2 separate regions of the Mus musculus genome follow, and region 2 is linked to region 1. Evidence: chromatin contacts called from public promoter capture Hi-C data. All regions are on one chromosome and are shown on one strand. The core of a region is the stretch at or near the end of the contact, and the rest is flanking DNA. Distances in the headings are between cores, read along the strand shown. Region 1 holds the start of Dnase1l3 (deoxyribonuclease 1-like 3). Region 2 overlaps Pxk (PX domain containing serine/threonine kinase).

Region 1 (6,839 bases), core at 2,052-4,551:
AAGAGCTGCAATGGTATCGTTTGACCGACTGCGCTCTTTTGATTAAAATCTGAGGGACAGTGTTTAGCACTGAGGGGGGAGACGCGAAGGCACAGCCAGCTCATCAGCCAAGAAACCGTGCTCCCACCTGCCAGACGAGGGCGCTGCTTCCTCTAGTTTCTACCCTGAAGGGCCAACGCGGAACTCCGGAATGAGATGCCAGCTGCGGAATTAATGCGAAATGAAGAAGATAGAGTCACGCCAAAGCAAGGTCCCATTTGTGCCCTTATTTAAGATCGATACTCTGTTCACTATGGTTTTTTTTTAATAAATTTTGATTTTTACAAAATATGTAATGAAATTACCTTGATTTTTTAATTTGTTTGGCATTACCTTGAAATTTGTACCCCAAACCAGCATCTTGTTGGCCTCTCCCTAGCCCAGCCTGGCAGATCTAATAATCTATGCATTGCAACATCACCAGCTCCAAGTCACAGACTGGTCAGGCAAAGTCTGAAGTTATACGGGTCTTTTTGTACCTATAAACAAAGAATTAGCCAAGAGAATTCGTTTTGAGAAAGCAAATGAAAGTCTTCGATGTCACACCATAACCAATGGCTGGGCTCAACGCAATGTCTTGTCTCTGACTTTCTGTTCCTTCATCTGAAAACTAGAAATAGCAATGCTTTTCCTATGATATTTTAGAAACTGCTTCTCCAATTCTCCCTCCCTCCCTCCCTCCCTCCCTCCCCCCAACTCCCCCCCCCCCCCCCGTGTTGCATATGTGATGAGTGTGGTGAGTGCAGCATGGGCTCATGTGTGTGTGTGTCAATAGATGTGGAGGGCCAAAGAGTGTGTCCAGTGTCTGCCTGGACCACTCTTCACCTTATTCCTTTGAGGCAGGGGCTCACTGAGCCTGGAGTGCTCACAGTTTTTGGCTAGACTGACAGCCAACAAGTCCCTGTCTCCATCCCTCACAACCCTGGGGCTATAGGTATATATGAGACCACGCCCAGTCAGGCGGGCTTAGTGGACCACGCCTTTAATCCTAGCACTCGGGAGGCAGAGGCAGGCAAATTTCTGAGTTCGAGGCCAGCTTGGTCTACAAAGTGACTTCCAGGACAGCCAGGGATATACAGAGGAACCCTGTCTCGAAAAAACAAAAAAACAAAAAAACAAAAACAAAAAAAACCACGCCCAAGTTATTACACAGGTGCTGGGCTCCCAAGTCAAATCCATGCTTGCATAGCAAGTTCTCTTGACCACTGGACTGGCTCTCCAGTTCACAGATAACAATATTTTGTTCACACAGATGAAAGGCTAGGCATTGTGCTAAGTTAGCGTTTTAGTTAAAAACTAACTTTCACAGCTGTACTATATGGGAGCAAATATTGCCCATTTTTAAAGTGAGGGAACGGTCACAGAGGTTTAGTTATTTGTGTGTGGTTGAACAGCCAGTAACTGGAAGCACACTTGCTCTGACCTCCACACCAACATTCTCAACTAGACTGATCTAGTGTTAGGGGGGTGTTACACCTGGGGCTGGAAGCAGGGGTGAGGAGTGGAAGGGGCGAGAGGGAGGCAGTGGGAGAGGAAGTGTGCATGATCTGGAGCACCTACCAAGAAATATGGCCGTTCTGCCAAACAAGAGCCCCTAAGGGGATGGAGAGGTCGTTTGCTTGGTTGGATGCTTGCTAGCATGCTTGGGGCTGTGGGTTTGACCTCCCAAAGCACAAGAAGGGGGAGCAGGGGCCCTCAGAAGGTGAAGGCAGGAGAATCCGAAGTTCAACGTTATTTTTGGCTACATACGGAGTTTGAGGTCAGTCTGAGCTAGGGGTCCTGTTTCAGAAAAAGAGAAGGAGAAAAAGGAAATTTCAAAGAATTTTGAAAGCATGACACGTGAGCCTTCTCTTCCTATGGTGGTTCTCTTCAGTGCAAGTACAGCCTGCGTATACTCTGTCCTGTGGGGCTGAAACTGAGAGCCTGTTTCATCAGCTGGTACAAAGGGGTCCACAAGAATACAGCTCCCACTGTGAGAGAATAGGGACTAAGAGAACCAGATATGAATGATGGTGGCCTAGAAGCATAAATTTAGGCTTCCCAGATACTGAGTTTCTACACGATAACATCTTGGGGTTCTGTTTGCTTGTTTATGCGTATGGGTGTTTTGTCTGCATGGGTGTCTGGCACCCTGTGCATGCCTGGTGTCTGTGGAGGCCAGAAGAGGACCCCTTGAACTAGAGTTCCAGACCATGATGAATGGCCATGTGGGTGCTGGGAGTTGAATTGGCACCCTCTGAAAGATCATTCGGTGCTCTTAAGCTCTGAGCCATCTCTACAGCCCCTAGTTTCAGGATGTTTTTATAGGAACAAAACAAAAGAAAACATTGGTGGGAATACCAGGTAGGTGGCTTCAACAAAGCAGAAAAACCCATGTTATTGGCCTTAGTTGCCACCTGATGACATTCTTGGATTCCTGGTTAGAGGGAGCTAGGGCTCTGCCCATGTATTCCAACAGGGGTTTACCTGACTGTCACAGGATGTGAGGTCAAGCACAGGTGTTGGCAATGGGTGGCCTTTAAAGGGCGCTGAAGATGGCTGCAGGAGAATTTGAGTTTTCAGTCAGAGCGGTGGTATTAGCCAATCAGCTTTGTAGGATCTGGAACGTGGGTGCGGCTCCACCACCCCATCCCTGGTGCTTTGGTTTACACACATGAGTTTTGCTAGAATTACACAACGTTAGCTTGTGCTTCTCACCGCAAGCCTGAAGCTGCTGATGAGATGTGATGACACAGTAGTGTGTGCATGTCGCAGGATTGCTGTCTGGCTGCTCACACATTGCTTCGCACAGCTGCGTCAGACACTGGAAACACCTGTTTGGGTCACACGACCCAGCCCTGCCCACCCTGGGACTTTCCTGCTGGCTCTTTATCTCTGCTGCCTCTGAGGGCCTCAGCCTGTGACGCTTCTGCTCCTGGGATCTCCACCTCACCTTCCTCAGATGCCAAGGTATCCTTGCTTCACTGAATTCAAACTAAACCTGACCTTATGCACCCACGGGGACTGCTAAGGAGACACTGCATAGATGTGTCCAGTGGTGACTGTTCACCAGGTCTTTGTCCCCCAGCAGGTGGCTCCACCAGTCCAGTTCCTTCTGTGTGAACATTGCCAAGCTCATCAACTCTCAGGGAGAGGCCCATGGCTACCACAGGAGACATGCCTAGAGATCAGAGCTAACCCCACCCCACCCCTGCCCACTGAGATTATGAGTGGCTTTTAAGGAGGCTGGTTTGTAAATGCAGCATGACGTTTTCCTCATGAGGACAAGAAAACCAGAGGCCTCTCTAATGGCTAACCCATTACCTTCATTTCCTTGGGGATTGAAACGCGTGATGGTGAGTTCCTCAGAGAAGTGAAAGTGACCTAGAGGGATCCAGTAATTCCTGTTATCAGCCTGCTTTATAAGTCAGTGAGCCAGGCACTGTCTTCATCCAGCCTGAAGTCCCAGGAGTGCAAAGATGTCCCTGCACCCAGCTTCCCCACGCCTGGCCTCCCTGCTGCTCTTCATCCTTGCCCTCCATGACACCCTGGCCCTAAGGCTCTGCTCCTTCAATGTGAGGTCCTTTGGAGCGAGCAAGAAGGAAAACCATGAAGCCATGGATATCATTGTGAAGGTGAGTCATGTTCCTGTCCTGGACACCACTCGCACCTTCTCCCAGCTGTGGACTCCAGGGGTCTGAAGTTGCCCTGGAGGTGAGGGGGAGGTAAGGACAGGCTTAGAAGGTGGCTAATGATGATGGTCACTCCATTACCATCATCACTCAGCTCTGGGTATTCTCTGTTCCATCTTCAGACTGGGTGGATCTGTGCTTCCCTCGGGGGTGTTGCAAGTTTGCTTGAGCAGGTAAATGTGATGCTCTTGCCAGAGTCTGGCTGGCAGTCAGTTCCAGGTACCGGCTGCTGTTCTGACGGTTTTAATTGAACATACTGAATGTCTGTGTCAGTCACTGTAAATACATAGTCTCATTTGTCAACTTTTCAAGCAAGGGCTGTTGAAGAGAATGAACTCAGAAGGGCTATGAGGTGCTGGGGAGCTCCAGGGGCTGGTGGTGAGGGAGCTGGGGCAGCCCTGCCTGCCTCCTCTTCATAATCTTGGTGAAGCAGGGGAGCCCCCTCCTGGCGCTCTCTCCCTCCCTCCTCCCCTCCCTCCTGCGTTCTCTCTCTTTCTCCCTTCTTCATTCTTCCCTTGCTGTCTCTCTCCTTTCATCCTTTAATCCCTTCATCCCTCTCCCCCATTGATTCCCCAACTCTCAGTTCTGCTCTGTCTCCCTTTACGAATATTTCTGTCCTTGGGCAATATGACCTGTCTGGGAAAGCTGCTTATAGTTTTCTGGAGCCAACTGACTCTCTGTCCCATGGGTTTTGATCCTGGGACTCTGTGGGGTGGCTAGTACTTAAAAACAAACAAAACAGAGTGGGATTGGGGTTTGCTTCCTTTGGTAGGATGCTTGCTTTTTATGAAGTCCAGAGTTCTATCCTCAGCCCTGCACAAACCAGGCATGGCGTCCAACACCTGCAATCTCAGTACTGGGGAGGTACAGGTAAGAGGGTCCAAAGTTCAAGGTCATTGTTGGCTGTAGAGTAGATTAAAGGTCAGCCTGGTCTACACAAGACCCTATCTTAGCACAACATGACACACACACCACCACCACCACCTCTACCAGTAACAGCAGCAGCACCAAAGGTCCCAGTGTGTGGTGAAAGTGCCAGCAGCCCTGGGTTCAGACCCCATCTCTCAGCTGAGGGAGCTCAAGGTCCCCGCTCTTCCTGATACTTCACGTAAAGTGGGTGTGGCCGGTAGTGCTAGTCGGTGAAGCCCACCTGAGGCAAGCTGAGCCCAGCGGAGGACACTGCTGTGCTACTGTCCGGCAGAAGACCTGCTGGGCTCCTGCCAAGATAGTCCTGGGCCCCAGGTGACAATGCCCTTTAGGTGACAGCTAAGCACCTCTGGATGTGTTTTTAGCAGGGCAGCTGTGCTAAGCCAGTGGGAACTTTGACACCACAGCTTAATGGAGAAATCTAACACGCAAGGAAACTATTTCCCAGCATCTTCACACGTGGCCCAGGGACCACGTGCCTATCTACATTCCTGACTTATTCAACCCTGAAAGTTTTGCTACACTCTTGGGGGCTGTGTTCTGTTCTCGGGTGGTTCTGGTTCTCCACACAGCTTCTTCCCAGAGCTGAGTGAGTCCCACGAGGTCTGCTTAAAGCTTTTGCCAAAACTTCATCCTATCCTCACAAAGCCAATCTCCCCAAACTCTCAGAGCCGTCTAACAGAACAGTGGCAGTTGACTCCAAACACCTGGTGCTCAATCAGGATCCTTAGTGCTTGTGAGGATCAAGGAGAAAGACACATTTGCCGCCCAGAGAATGCAAGCAACGTTCTTTGTAGCAGAGCATTCAGGTTAGTGGTGTAAGTGTGCCATGAGAAGGGCGTTGTGTGACGCTACAAGTTAGGGTTTAGGCAGGGCAGTGGTGGCACACGCCTTCACTTCCAGCCTCCCCAAACTTGGAAGGCAGAGGCAGGTAGATTTCTGTAAGTTCAGGTCAGTCTGGTCTACAGAGCAAGTTCCACAACAGCCAGGGCTATGTAGAGCCTGTCTTGAATAAAAAAACAAAAACAAAAACCAAAAAAACCCTCCCCTGAAAACAATCCAAAACAAAACAAAAAGTAAAAACAGAAGTAAAACAAGAAGTGAGAGTTAGAAGAATATTATCAGTATTTCTTATGAAGCCTATGCTGGTCAAACTCTCTATGTAACCAAAGGTGACCGGAACTTCTGATCCTCCTGGCTTTACCTCCTGAGAGCTGCGATTAAAGGCATGTGCTATCACCTGGTTTATGTTGGAGACTGGTGTGCAGCAGGCAAGAATTCTACCAACTGAGCTGAGTCCCATCTGCTCTGTAGTCCTCTGCACATAGCCCTCTGTACAGCTGCTTCCTCTATGGTTCAGTGAGCATTGGTGACCTGAACAGCAAGAGAATGTGAGTAGTGGGGGTCTAAACTTCAGATCCCCTTTCTGGCCACCACACTCAAAAGCCAAGGAGATCAGCATGCCAGAGGCCAGGACCCTCTCTTGAATGACTGACTCACCAGCATAGAGTAAGTGTAAGCCATGGGCTCAGGTTCCCTTCCCAAGAGCACAGTCAGATTTCCTGTTGACGTCCTGTTGCTTGCTTACCAAGCATTTCTGAACCCTGCATCTCCAGCTGATACTGGTTTCTGGCTTCCTTGCTTTATCTCTGGGAAGTTTTCCTCAGACAAGAATCTGCAAGATCCTGTTGTCCGAATTCTTAAAAGAGCATGGTCCCAGGAAAAAGCCATGTTTCCGGGTCCTACTACTCGGGAAAAGACACCCAGGCAGCCCTTTCAGAACCAAGCTCTGGACCCTTTAAGATTTGGCCAATGCCAAATTCCTGCCTTCACAGAAGGTTACCACAACCTGGAAGGCAGTTATGCCAACTACTCTGCTGCCAAAACCTCTAAGGGCAAGAGTTTGTGGAGGACTTGCATGGCTAGTATGGATGGAATCCAGATAAGGGTGTCATGTATGCACCGAGGGAGGCGGAGGGGACAGTCTGGAGAGGTCTAGAGAGGTCTTGGGTGAAGAGAAGCTCTATCTGATATCTTTAAGCAGGGACCAGCATAACATCAGGGGGAAGAAGCAGAATTCAATCCACCTCCCTACCACTTACGAGCTTCACTGCATTGGGTGGCTTATTCCTTGAGCTCCAGCTATCCCATCTGTAGAATGGGCTTAAAAACAGGATGATTGCAAGGCTGAGGATTATTGCA
Region 2 (6,419 bases), core at 3,234-5,733, 150 kb before region 1:
TTAGCACTCGCATTCCAATCTTCAGTATTACCTACACCTCTTGCATTCTCGGCTTCAGAGAGTCTAGCCTTCAAGGTACAGCTCAATTTGCTAGTGTACCTCTCAGTATGTCCTCTAGTGTGGGCAAACATCTGAATTGACCAAGGAAAGTGAGGTATGACCTATGATTGATTCATCCAATCATCCATCCATCCATCCATCCATCCATCCATCCCACCCAGTCTCACTACAGTGTCCAGGCTTGTCTTCAGTTCCTGTGCTTAGAATCTGCCTCAGGAGCAGGGTGTGGTGGCGCAAGCCTATAATCCCGGCACTTGGGAGGCAGAGGCAGGCGGATTTCTGAGTTCGAGGCCAGCCTGGTCTACAGAGTGAGTTCCAGGACAGCCAGGGCTACACAGAGAAACCCTGTCTCAAAAAAAAAAAAAAAAAAAAAAAAAAAAAAAAAAAGACTCTGCCTCAGGCGTGAGTAGCTAGGACTACAAGCATACACTGCTGTGTCCAGCCCTCCCACGTTTAGACTTCTACTTCTTCACATGTCCGTCCGTCCTTCTCCGGTGTTTTAGAGATGAATGGGCTTCCTCCGCTCCTGACGTGGACAATGGGCTGTCAATGCTCCCTGGGGCCCTTCTCCATCACCCACTTCTTTGCATCTATTTAGCTTCTCCCTTTCTGATGGCTCCTTCATCTCTTTAAAGTATAATCAGCCTCACTCCAGTCTCCTCTTCCCATTCCCTGTCATGCTGAGCTTGCCTGGGTTACTGAAACCCCCCTACTCTGCAATGAGCTGTACTTCACAGATTCATAAGCAGGTCACTCCATTTGACCTTCAATCTGGTCCAAAGGAATATACATTAGGCTCAAAGTCAGCACGGCCAGCAGAGAGAGGGGCAGCTGAGACTGACTGTCAAGACTCTCAGAGTCCAGATGATGACTGAGAGAATGACTCAAAAGAGGTACTCTGACACTCACACACCCAACGCAACCCTCCGCCCCACCCCACCAAAGAGTCTACTCCTCAGTCCTCCGAGGGAGCACATCCTTCAACCACATGGGTTCTAGAGCAGTGGGCAAGATCTAGGCTAATTTCCATATACACAGAAGGGCCTGATTTTGTTCCATGTCAAATGCTCCCGTCTTTGACAGATGGAGTCTAGCCATCAGTGCAGAGGTGGGCATATGAGTGTTGTCACAATTCTTCACGGGGGACAGAGTTTTCTAATCTCTGCTCTCATCACTGCACTGATCCACCTACAGAGTCCTGAACTGCACCTCTGGGTGCTGGGCCCAAGACAACATCCAACCAGTTACCTGAGTTATTGGAGTTACTGTGCTTCACTGGCTGCTCCTCACTGTTTTCAACAGCAGATCGTTTTGACTTCTTTAAAAATAAAAGAAGGGTGGGTGGTAAGCAAAGAAAAAGCACTCTGAGCTGAGAGTTTAAAAACCTCCAGACATACAGTTTCACTAGCTGTGAAAAGTGGTATATTCAGCTTCATAACCTAAGGCAGAGAAGCCACAGCCACAGGAGAAAATAAAACCAAGATGCTGGCTTAACACCCACCCTGACCGTCTCCTCCCATTGCCTTCTGCCAGCAAACTCTATGCTACTGACACGCGTGTGCGTGTGCATGTGTGTGTGCAACACTCCACTAAAAACATAATCTTCTACTGAACAGGAGCAGGGCAGACTGGGGCAGAGGCTGCAGGACCCGACTGGTGGGAGGCGGTGTATATGCATGGTACGTTCCAAACCCGTCATCCAGAAAGGCTTTTAGCGTCCAAGATAAAACTGTGTCACTAAGTGTGCACCATCAGCCTTAGAATTTTCTCCTCGTGCAGTCAAGGATTTCAAAGAGAACACAGGGACAAAGGCTTACCTTTCGAGCTAAGATCTTTCTCCTTTTCCTTTCTTCCTCAGACCCATGGTGTGACTGGGCTCTCGTTAGTCTTCGATGCTGGTGAATCTTTAAGAGACCACAATCCCCAACAAGTGTAAACCAAGTCTACCCAAAGCAGGTTCCCAAGGAGACTTCTATGTGTTTGACCACATTAAGCTCTTGGGATAAGCAAGGTCTTTCTTGGCCCGCTTGTGGCTCAGCTCTGGCTCTCTGGAAGAAGGGCATGCTGAGTGACAGTGACCCTTCTCACTTTCCCAATTCCTTCCTGCCATTGATCTTTACGGCAGATTGTGACCCATGAGTGCTGCTAACCGCCCACCCCACCAGTGAGTCCTCATCAGGAAGGATGGTCACGCCAGTGCGTGTGCTTGCTCTACACACACTGAGCAGGCTGAAGGCGGACCTGTGAGATGCTGTTCTGTGTCACAGAACTTAGCCCAAAATCTGGTTAAGAGCAAGTAGGCACGGAATGGGGATGTGGGTGAACGTCCAAAGTCAATCACTGTGAATGGGTCACTGAATGATCACAGGGGATGCGGAGCAACCGCCAGCTTACCTGCTTCTGTTCCTCGGTGAGTCTCTTCTCTATGCATTCCTTGGCAATTCGCAATGCCTCTTTTAGTTTTGTGGGAATCTGAAGGGAGAATCAGTACATGAGCTACTGAGTGAAGTGGTTGGAGTCTCCTGAGTTCTCAACACATGCCGCAGCAGCCGTCATCACATGGAGGTCCTCTAGAGCAAAGCCAGTTAAAACCATGCTCCATGTACACCAGCTACACTCTCCTTGCCAGCACTTTCAGACAACAGATCATAAACTTAAAGCATAAACACACTATGTTTCAAGTAATTCAAGGGTTCCAGAATTGCCAAAGCAGTCTCAAAGAACAAACACAGCATCAAAACCTATTATCACATGATCTCACAAAATATCATTTCAAAACCAATTATTACACAGTTAATAGACCAGAATGAGAGATCCCAGAAACATGCCCTCTTGTACACAGACAAATGGTCTCACACACACACAACCAGGAAAAAACAATAGCTTCAAAAGGGCATTGGTAAAAGTCAAATACTACATAAAAAGTAGTAAGATTAAATCATTGCCTTAAGTCATATTTGAAAATTAATTCAGCATGGGTGCAAGACCTAAAACTGTCAACCCCCTAAAGCTCAGGGAGGCCCTTCCTTCTTATTGTCTGTCTATTTATTTATCTTGCTTGGAGGACAGCATCTGCGAACTGTCCACACAGGCCTTGTGTACACCTGTGACACTCCCCCTGCAGCTTCCTCGGCTGCTGTGTGTGTTTGCCACCACCCACCACCAGTTCTGGCTCTCTGCTAAGGCAGGGAATTGGCCTTGAACTAATGCTCCTCTTGCCACGGGGATTACAGGCATATACCATTCTACCTGGCTGGAAATGACTTCTTGGATACAACACCAAAAACATAGGTAATGAAAGGAAACAACAAATAACTCGGACTAGTTAAAACTAAAACTTTGTTCAACAAAAGACACTGCTCACAATGAAATTTAAAACAGGCCAATACTTATAAGGACTTGATATAATAGATATGGAGAAACTTATACAAATGAACAACAAAAATATATAACCCAACTTAAAAATGGGAAAAGGGCTTTAACAGAAATTTCTTCAAAGAAAAAAACAAACGAGCCGGGCGTGGTGGCGCACGCCTTTAATCCCAGCACTTGGGAGGCAGAGGCAGGTTCATTTCTGAGTTCGAGGCCAGCCTGGTCTACAAAGTGAGTTCCAGAACAGCCAAGGCTATACAGAGAAACCCTGTCTCAAAAAACCAAAACCAAAACCAAAAAAAAAAAGAAAAGAAACAAATGATTAAAAATAACAATAGTAACAAAAACCCCTGCCTTATCAAATGGTACTTTCATCAGTTAAAAAGTTCAACACTGAACAAATACAAATCAAAACCACACATTAGATATCATATCTCTTCATAGCCATTATGATGGTCACCATCAAAAAAAAAAAACATAAAATAAGTTTGACATGGTAGTACAAGCTGTTAATCCCAGCACTCAGGAATTCAAGGTAGGAGAATTTGAGTTCCACGATAGCCTGGGCTATAAGGCAAGTTTTGGGCCAACTTGAGTTATAGTGAGACCCCAGTGCAAACAGACAGATAGACAGACAGACAGACAGACAAGAATAACAATAAAGAATTACAAACATTTGGGCTCTAGAGACGGCTCAATGGTGAGTTCTTACAGAATCTGAGTTTGGTCCCCGGCAGCCTCGTGGCAGCTCATGATCTGTACCTACAGTCCCAGGGGATCTAATGCCTCCTTCTAGCCTCTGCAGGCACGGGGCTTTTGTGTAGTACACAGACATAGATGCAGGTAAAACACAAGTCTTGGCAGGAATGTAGAGCAATTGGAACCCTTGTGTACTGAGTAGGAATGAAAGATGATTCAGTCGCCGTGGAAACCATAGAGAGATGACTTAAACAAAACAACCAGCACTGAAAAGCAGCTGAGGAGGTGGGAGGTTTACTGCATCCAAGGAGAAGCAGGGCTGGGCTTCCCGGGCTTGGCGCGTAGGCCAACCACTGCAGAGGGCAATGTGGCCCCAAATAGCAAATGGCTGCTAGCAGCCACAGAGCAGCGTAAAGCCCAGGACCACCGCTCCATACTGCTGCTTCTCCTAATAGGTCCTTCCCAGTTTTCTTTACATACAGATATTTGGGTTTATATTCTGTCTTCCAGATCCCACTATTTTGTTGATATTGGCCTAAATAATAATTACTTTCCACAGGATTATAATGCATTTATACATTTCACTTTTAGTGGATAAAATGTTTTAAATACATGTACTATATATAGCTAGGCATAGTGGTGCATGCTTATAACCCAGCATTGGGAAGGCAGGCTATCCAAGTCTGTTTCTTTCTTTTTCTTTTCTTTTCTTTTCTTTTCTTTTTTTTTTTTGAGACAGGGTTTCTCTGTATAGCCCTGGCTGTCCTGGAACTCAGTCTCTGCCTCCCGAGTGCTGGGATTAAAGGCGTGCGCCACCACGCCCAGCCCAAATCTGGTTTTTAAAAAAGCCAGGAAGTGGTGGTACACACCTTAATCCCAGCACTTCACTTGGAGGCTTGGAGGCAGGGGCAAGTGGATCTCTGAGTACAAGGTCAGCATGGTCTACAGAACAACTTTTAGGTCAGGCTAGGCTACACGGAGAAATCCTGTCTTGAAAGGAAAACAAACACACACACACACACAAACACCTAATAAAACAACCTCATGCATTATAAACAGTCAAAAGAGTAACTAGCTATAGTAGGGTGTTTGGGTCCTTCCTAATTTTTCATTTATGAACCTTTTAGTTTTTTAAAAAATTAATTTTCAAAGTCAAGTTACTTATGTCATAAACCCAAAAATTATATAATTTGCTTTACCTTAAACTGTGGCTTTTCAGAAGTTGTTAGTAAAACATCACTGAATAATCTATAAGAAAAGAAACAAATGCATAAGGGTTTAATCTCAGTACTGGGGGTACTCTCAGAGCAGGGCAGGGCAGCTTACCACCTCTGAGCCCACCAGAGCCACCACTCCAAGTCTGTCAGCAAAGGCAAAGGTGCTTCCAAGTCACTCGGTGCCCTCAGAGCTGTTTTTAGGGAGGGACCAGGTCAGTTATATGTGACACTGTGGGCCATATAATATTTTTTAAAAGAGTTGATAAATACCAGTTTGCAAAATGTTGCAGATATATTGAACAGATGTTTCTAAACAGAACTATTTGTTTTCTTGCATCTGAAAAGGCGGTTTATTCTGTCTTGATTGGAATCTAAGACACACTTCATTCTAAAACAGTAGTTTCTGGCGTGCATCAATTCTTTCTTCCAAGGTATGTTACTAGAACAACAGCAGGAAGCACTGTGGACTTCTGTGGTTGGAAGGACTGTATGGACAGTGTCCAAGTGACTTAGTGCTCTTAATGTGAGATTCTGTTGAGACAGACAGAAGTTCACCCCACACAGAAATGATGAACGCCTTTTTCAGCATCCTTCTGGAATCCTGGTCCTCTCCTGCCATTCATCCTCTGACTTCCAGATTTTCACTAAACACAAGACACACCTCTTTAAAGCGGAAGCCCATGGGGTGGAACGTTCTGGGGAAGACAGAATACCTGTCCTGATGCTGAGGCTGGAACAAGCACAGAGCCCTGGGGAGACGATGCAGGTGCACATCGGAGCAGGCAACCTCACCCACTGCTCCCTGACTGAGTGCTCTCTGACCCAGGAGTCTGTGGCAAATGTTGTAGGTTTCAAAGTAGATGTATTTTCTCATATGTATGTTGTTATTAGTGGCTGTTGGTTTGGAAACAGATGCTGCAGTGTCACATCCCGTGGACAAGGGCTTGTTTCTTCTGATCATCAGCTTCCCTGGGGCGGGGGGGGGGGGGGGGGAATTGCCTGGCCTATAGTAGGCCGTCTCTATCCAGGTAGAAGGAAGGAATGAGGGCCCGGTAGTGTAGCCTCTGGCTG

Evidence for each region. Promoter capture Hi-C pulls out the DNA fragments that hold promoters and counts their contacts.
Region 2: a contact with region 1 is called in a promoter capture Hi-C map of embryonic stem cells, with 2.2 times the contacts expected there. The contact joins the enhancer-like site here to the promoter of Dnase1l3 in region 1. A contact is called at or near these places in 1 of 39 promoter capture datasets (embryonic stem cells), 2 of 484 Hi-C or Micro-C datasets (embryonic stem cells and extraembryonic endoderm stem cells) and 3 of 9 other capture datasets (adipose tissue, liver and pancreatic islet).

What each region holds. Positions count from the first base shown.
Region 1 is chr14:7,990,644-7,997,482 of GRCm38.p6, reverse strand. It overlaps Dnase1l3 (deoxyribonuclease 1-like 3), which reads left to right and starts at 3,301. Exons shown (of 8, transcript NM_007870.3): 1 at 3,301-3,653. The coding sequence starts at 3,498.
Region 2 is chr14:8,147,040-8,153,458 of GRCm38.p6, reverse strand. It overlaps Pxk (PX domain containing serine/threonine kinase), which reads right to left. Exons shown (of 18, transcript NM_145458.4): 13 at 5,331-5,379; 14 at 2,455-2,532; 15 at 1,878-1,964; 16 at 1,309-1,378. Among named protein-coding and RNA genes, the nearest start is that of Pdhb, 23 kb to the left of the region's middle. Within about 2 kb of position 4,483, at least 26 of the 459 cell types and tissues checked have an H3K27ac peak or open chromatin away from gene starts, as enhancers often do. A contact at or near this core is called in embryonic stem cells, where this site is marked.